Linked DNA regions of Sus scrofa: region 2 is linked to region 1. The links are chromatin contacts, called in public promoter capture Hi-C maps. All regions are on one chromosome and are shown on one strand. The core of a region is the stretch at or near the end of the contact, and the rest is flanking DNA. Distances in the headings are between cores, read along the strand shown. Region 1 holds the start of LOC100518800 (protein Mpv17). Region 2 holds the start of IL6 (interleukin 6 (interferon, beta 2)).

Evidence for each region. Promoter capture Hi-C pulls out the DNA fragments that hold promoters and counts their contacts.
Region 2: a contact with region 1 is called in a promoter capture Hi-C map of fetal skeletal muscle, with 5 times the contacts expected there. The contact joins the promoter of IL6 here to the promoter of LOC100518800 in region 1. A contact is called at or near these places in 1 of 5 promoter capture datasets (fetal skeletal muscle) and 4 of 47 Hi-C or Micro-C datasets (embryonic fibroblasts, epiblast stem cells, heart right ventricle and 1 more).

What each region holds. Positions count from the first base shown.
Region 1 is chr9:90,950,582-90,953,770 of Sscrofa11.1, reverse strand. It overlaps LOC100518800 (protein Mpv17), which reads left to right and starts at 1,529. Exons shown (of 2, transcript XM_021063439.1): 1 at 1,529-2,832; 2 at 2,834-3,189. The coding sequence starts at 2,573. The coding sequence ends at 3,020.
Region 2 is chr9:91,504,689-91,507,916 of Sscrofa11.1, reverse strand. It overlaps IL6 (interleukin 6 (interferon, beta 2)), which reads right to left and starts at 1,496. Exons shown (of 5, transcript NM_214399.1): 1 at 1,415-1,496; 2 at 1,056-1,246. The coding sequence starts at 1,433.

The sequences.
Region 1 (3,189 bases), core at 280-2,779:
GTGGGATTCATTAACTGCTGAGCCACAGCGGGAACTCCCTGTTCCCCCTTTAAACCGCTATTCTACTCAGGGAGATTCATGGATTCCAACTAATAAAAATGCCAGTGGAGAAGTTCTTGCTGTGGCACAGCAGGATTGGCGGTGTCTCTGCTGCCCTGGGAAGCACGTTAGATCCCCTGCCAGCACAGGGGGTTAAGGATCTGGCATTGCCACAGCTTTGGTGGAGATCGCAACTGCAGCTTGGATCTGATTCCTGGCCCGGGAACTCCATATGCCACGAGGTGGCCCAACAGAGAGAGAAAAAAAAAATGCCAATCACAAATAACATGCACTAAACATTTGCTACTTAAATAAGTATGTGAGAATTACATGCACTTTTCAAACTGAAGCCATCAGTGTGGTGAAGCCAGATTGGTGAGGATGCAGAACCAGCTGGGGTTGGGCGGGGTGTCTAACTGAATTTTCACAGGCCCCTGGAATTGCCTTAAGGACCAGGAGCTCTTCCCTCCTCAAGATGTGCAGAGGTAAACCCAACGGGCAATTCATTCGTCAGATGAGGGCTCTTGGGGAGGACCTTTCCCTTCCTCCCAGCCCCTGACTGTTAAGAGGACTGGTGCAGCCTGTGATCGCTAGAGATAACTGGTTTTGTTTCGTTTCAGGAAGTGACTTGGCCGCTGTGGGAAATAAGAACTGTTCATGGTCCTTTGTATTCCCTTGACCCCGGCTGGGCCTCAGCTGGAAGGGAAAGGCAGTGGGAGGGGGCGGAAAGGAGCGCCGCGCCCCTTCCCCGTCCTGTGCCCCTGCTGACTTCACAGTCCTTGCAGAGATGAAGGCCTGCCCTCAACTGCCAAATAAGCCCCTGGAGTCGAGGCAGCAGGGCCTGCTTCCGAGTACTCAGCCGGCTGCTGCCTCCCCAGGGGGATCTGCATCCTCCCAGCTGTCACTGTATTCCGGGCTCCTGCCACCTGGCCCGACCCTGCCTTCCCTCCCAGGCCCCCTGCCCAGTCTGGCCAGGCCCTCCACCCAACCGGGGAACTCGCTGTGCCCAGGAACCCTTCCTTACCTGCCACATAAGGCTCGTCCACTCCCAAGCCCTCCTGGAGAGCTCTCATCCCACACCCAACCCCCTAATCCCTGTCTGAACTCCTAGGCAGAGCCTACCCGTTAACTCTCTGAGGAGCCCCCCTGCACCGTCTCTCCACCCATCCTGCCTGGAGGTAAAGACAAGGGTTAACGGCATAGCCCCTCAGGTCAGGCTGCCAGGTTTCTATCAGGCTCAGGCCCTGAAGAGCTGGGAAAACAGGTGAAAGTTTCCACCACAATCTTAGCTGCTATTTCTCTGCCTCAGAAATTGGGGGTTCTGGAGTTCCCATTGTGGTTCAGTGGTTAACGAACCTGACTAGTATCCATGAGGATGCAGGTTCGATCCCTGGCCTCCCTCAGTGGGTTAAGGATCCAGCGTTGCTGTGGCTCTGACGTAGGCTGACAGCTACAGCTCTGATTGGACCCCTAGCCTGGGAACCTCCATATGCCGCCGGTGTGGCCCTAAAAGGACAAAAAAAAGACAAAAAAAAAAAGAAAGAAAATGGGGGTTCTTATACCTCTTCCTTCATAAGATTGCATAAGAAATGAAATGCACATACAAGGCTTAATACAACGCCTAGTACAGAGTAGACACTTAAATGGTACCTTCTCTGATGATAAGTCCTGGATGCATGCTGGAAGATTTGCATCCACATTGCTTTTTAAAAATTTATTTTAAACATTTTTAAAATGTTTGCTTACTTAGTTTTTGTTTTATTGAAGTGTAGTTGATTTACAGTGTTGTGTCAGTTTCAGGTACACTCACTCACACGTACATGTGACTCACTTACATGTATTCATCTATTCTCTTCCAGATTCTTTTCCCTTCCAAGTTATTACAAGATACTGAGGGCAGTTCCCTGTGCTGTACCCATAGGTCCCTGGTGGACTCACATTTCTACTCTGCTGTAGGGAATTAACTTCTCTTCTCTGTTCTCTTGATTGTCTAACAAGGTAAGGAGCCACATCTTGGCCTCTGGGCAGTTGGGTGAATGAAACAGACAATGCAGGCAGGCCTCCCCTGTCCGAGCTTAAGTGAGACACCAGTGTGACACTGCCTTCCAGAGCTCCACGTGCTCTGCAAACACTGGGACAAAGCCCTAAGTGTTTGCTGATTGATCCGAATAAAGATGTCTGATAGAGCCTGCAAACTGGGGCACTGCTAATAGGAAGAAGCAAGGCTGAGCAGACCTGGGGCCTGCTCATGAGCTCTCTGAGGGCTCCCTGGAGCTCCCAGGAGGGCTGTGCCTTCACCTTACTTCACCCCTTCCCCTCTTGTCCTCTGCTGGGACAGCAGACCTGAGAGCCAGCAGCTCCCCTCACAAGCTGTAGGCTTCCTGGCAGCAACACAGAAGCATCCTGATTCTGACATGAGACAGATGCTCACTGCTCTGGAGTCGTGTCTTTGGTGGCTGGGGAACATTCTCTCTGGTTTCATTTTTATTTAATTAAAGAATGGTTGCAGGGTTTGAGTTCCTGCCCAGGAAGCATGGCACTTTGTCCAGCATACCAGAGGGCTCTGACTGCTCACCCATGGAAAGTACAGGTCTTGACCCCTGGGTCCCTGATGGGCTGTGGCTTTGTGGGCCCTATAGTTGGAGGCTGGTACAAGGTTTCGGACTGGCTCATCCCTCGCGCCACCAAGGTGGATGCACTAAAGATGTTGCTACTGGATCAGGGGGTGGGGGTGGGGTTTACCCCGTGTTTTCTAGGCTGTTTCCTCTCACTGGTAGGGACACTGAATGGACTGTTACCGGGACAATTGGGCCAAACTCCAGCGGGATTATCCTGATGCCTTCATCACCAACTACTACCTCTGGCCTGCTGCGCAGTTAGCCAACTTCTGCCTGGTCCCTCTTCATTGCAGGTTGGCTGTTGTCCAGTGCGTTGCTGTTATCTGGAACTCCTTCCTCTCCTGGAAGGCCCATCGGCTCTAAGCCTGCTACCTCCCTCCATCATTTCTGTCTTGCAGTCATACAGCTTGACCCTGGGAGGGTCAGACCACCTCCTTAAAGTGGGTGCATCGGTTTTCACAGGGTTTGGTGGCTGGGCAGAACTTAATGGAGGTAGTGCTCTGAAGTGGCCCATTTCACTCTCAAATGTAAC
Region 2 (3,228 bases), core at 247-2,746, 550 kb before region 1:
GGCCAGGAAGTTCTCTAAGAAAAGTGGAGTCAGAACCCATTCGCATCCAGGCAAACAAGTGGAGAATGGGCACCCCTGGGTTCCATTCTGACCTCCCCTCTGCCTTCAGGCATATTACCTATTCCAAGTCTCAGTGCCCCTAACTCTCCTAGTTGGGGATAATGAAACACCTCCCTTGTAAGTTTACTGTGAGGATAAGATATAATATTTATATCTTAATATAATATTTATCTGTAAAGTGCCTGGCACATAGTGGATCCTTAATAAATGACAGGAATTTTGATGATAATTGGGTGAGTATAATTTGAGCCATAGAATGTGCCAGCTGGAAGAGCCTTTCAGATCATCTAGTCTAAATCCATAATTTTGCAGATGGGGCGCACAGGTGGTAGGGAATTTGCCCGAGATCACAAAGCAGGTTCAACAGATCAGAACCAAATTTGAGGCTCCCAATCTCCTCTCCTGTGTTCTTTCCTTTCTACCAAACAGAGCCAAACTCCCTTACATTTTAAGCTTGGGAGCTGCTTTAACCTACCTAGGATTTTGCCACTTTGGTGGGCTGTCAGGTATGCATCTTATTTGCCGGAATGACTCTGGGGAGTCCCTAACCACTGAGCTGGCGTAATCTAAAAGTACAGTGACTGTCCTGAGAAGCTGAACAGTCATTTCAGTGGTGCTTTTAAATGCTCCCCCCAAGTCCAAGGAACGCAAAGAAGATTGACAGGCCTTATTTTTTGGTTAGAGAAGAGGAAATCCTGAGAGGCAGTGAGTGTGACTCTCAGCTCATGCCAAGCATGGAAATGCGAATGAGACTTGAGGCATGGATTCCAGCCCCGCAGTATATTTTCCCCGGAGGAAAAGGAACTACCTGAGACCAGCAGCAGAGGAGAAATTAAAAAACACAGCCTGCCCCTTTGGCTTCAGATCGAAGCTGTCCCAGAACCCAGCAAAGACCTTCCCCTCCCCACCAAAAGCAGGAGCCGCTGTTCACATCCAAGGCCGAGGAGATGACCACCTACAGGGGCCCTTCATCTCCCTCAGGCGAGCCTACCCACCTCCTTTCTCATTGCAGAGATTTTGCCGAGGATGTACTTAATGAGTTCTTCAGTTTTGTCCGGAGAGGTGAAGAGCATTTTGTCTGAGGTGGCATCACCTTTGGCATCTTCTTCCAGGCGTCCCGGGGTAGGGAAGGCAGTAGCCATCACCAGAAGCAGCCCCAGGGAGAAGGCGACTGGACTGAAGGCGCCTGTGCCGGAGGGAAGGGAGAGCAGCCAGTGAGCAGACTGCACCACTGGGGGAGCTGTGCTTCTGGCTGCTGGCCGCCCGCCAGCTCTCGCAGCAGCGGATACACACCCCCTCCCTCGCCAGGCACGGCTGCCAGGCAGTTCCAAGGCTAGGGATTTCCTTCACTTACTTGTGGAGAGGGAGTTCATAGCTGGGTTCCTGGAGGGCAGATGGAGCTCTCTTTCGTTCCTGGTGGGCTCGAGGGCAGACTGAGCCTTAGACATCCCCAGTCTCATATTTATTGGGGGTTGAGACTCTAATATTGAGACTCATGGGAAAATCCCACATTTGATAAATCTTTGTTGGAGGGTGGGGGTGGGGCCAGAGCGGGTGGGGCTGATTGGAAACCTTATTAAGATTGTGCAATGTGACGTCCTTTAGCATCACAGGAATCACAACCAGGGAAAAAAGTGCCACTTAGGTCATTACCAAGGCTAGTCCTCAGAAGCCGGATCATTTTTCCTTCACTTTCTGTTTTTTCTCTTTTGCTTTTTTTCTTTCTTCTTTTCTTTTTTTTTTTTTTTTTTTTTTTAGTGACTCAGCACATTGACATGTCTTGAGAAGAAAAGTAAAGCTGAAGTCATGCACGAAGTTTTACAGGGCTGGGGGTTCAGGAAAAGCTAAGGCTGACTATGATTAAAAAAATAATTACCAGATGAACCAGCTAGGATTTAGTATTCCAGTTTATTTCATGTTTGTAAAAAAACCCTTAAGATATTCTGGCCTGAGTTTCCCCAGACCACCTTACAGCCCACCCCCTTGGGGTTAGAAAGAAGACACTACAAGCCCTCTGCAGTACTTTTTCCTTGCTCTCGCTGTGACCAGCTGTTGCAGAACGTCCTGACTGCAGTTGTCTCTAGGAATCTCCAGGTGCAATGTGGGTACATACATGAATGACTCCTTTTGGCCACGACGTAGCTTCTGCCGGTTTCCTCCTTGCCTGCTCAAACCCACTTCGGCCAGGTCAGCGACAGCCCTACTCACTTCATAGTGGCCTTTTGGAGACCCTCCCAGTGAAGACTTTGATCTCTGGGCCAAGGGGGTTGTCTTGTGCTGCTGGTCCCCACTGCAGGCACCAGGGTGATCCTCTTCCCACTGGGGAGCCATGAGGACCCCGAGGGCATGCTGGGTCTACTGGAGCCCTAACTTTACTGACACTCCCTGGGCTTAGGGCAGAAGTGGGGAGAATACTACTCACCTCTTTGATAGGATGTCAAAGGAGGACCTTGTGGCATTTTTTGCAGCGTGTGTTCATAGCTCCCTTCTGCTGTATGACTTGATTTGAATCCAGAGGCGGCTGAATAGTAGTCTGATAGAGCAGGGCTCCAGGTTCAGAATCACACTTTCTCTCCAAAGCCCCAGGCTTCCATACTAGGTTGAGCTTGTACAGGCTCCCTTGGCCCCTACAGTGGTATCTCTTGCAGGAGGGTCCTTGGTTTCACACAAATGGGCTCTATACCAGGTTCCCCCACCAGTTGCCCAGACACCCGGACAGCTCTTAAGACTGATTCCAGGCTGAAGCTAGGACACTTGCAGGATACCAAAAAAATTTTGTTTGTTTGTTTGCAAAACAGTGTTAACATCACAATCTGCTTGGGTTTGCTTCGCAAAGAGGATCTTGTCAGGATTGCTAAAACAAAGACCTCAGCTAGGGTATTTAAAATATGAATCGATTTACTCAAGTTTTGTTTTGTTCACAACATGTTGGGACCTGCCTGTTGAGGAAAGTGAGGTCATCCATTCTTTCACCTGACTTTCTAAATAGAGAGGCAGGAGCTGCAGTGGTGGTAGCGGGGTTTTGAGTGTTTGAAAATGAAAATGGGAGGATGGCTGAATGGTTTCGCTTTTAGTGCTCTTGGGTCTTGTGCAACTTAAACTCTACCAGACAACCCTCCAGCACTGAACAAGGCCACCTCTCCTGGCTCCCCTGTGATGCATGTGATA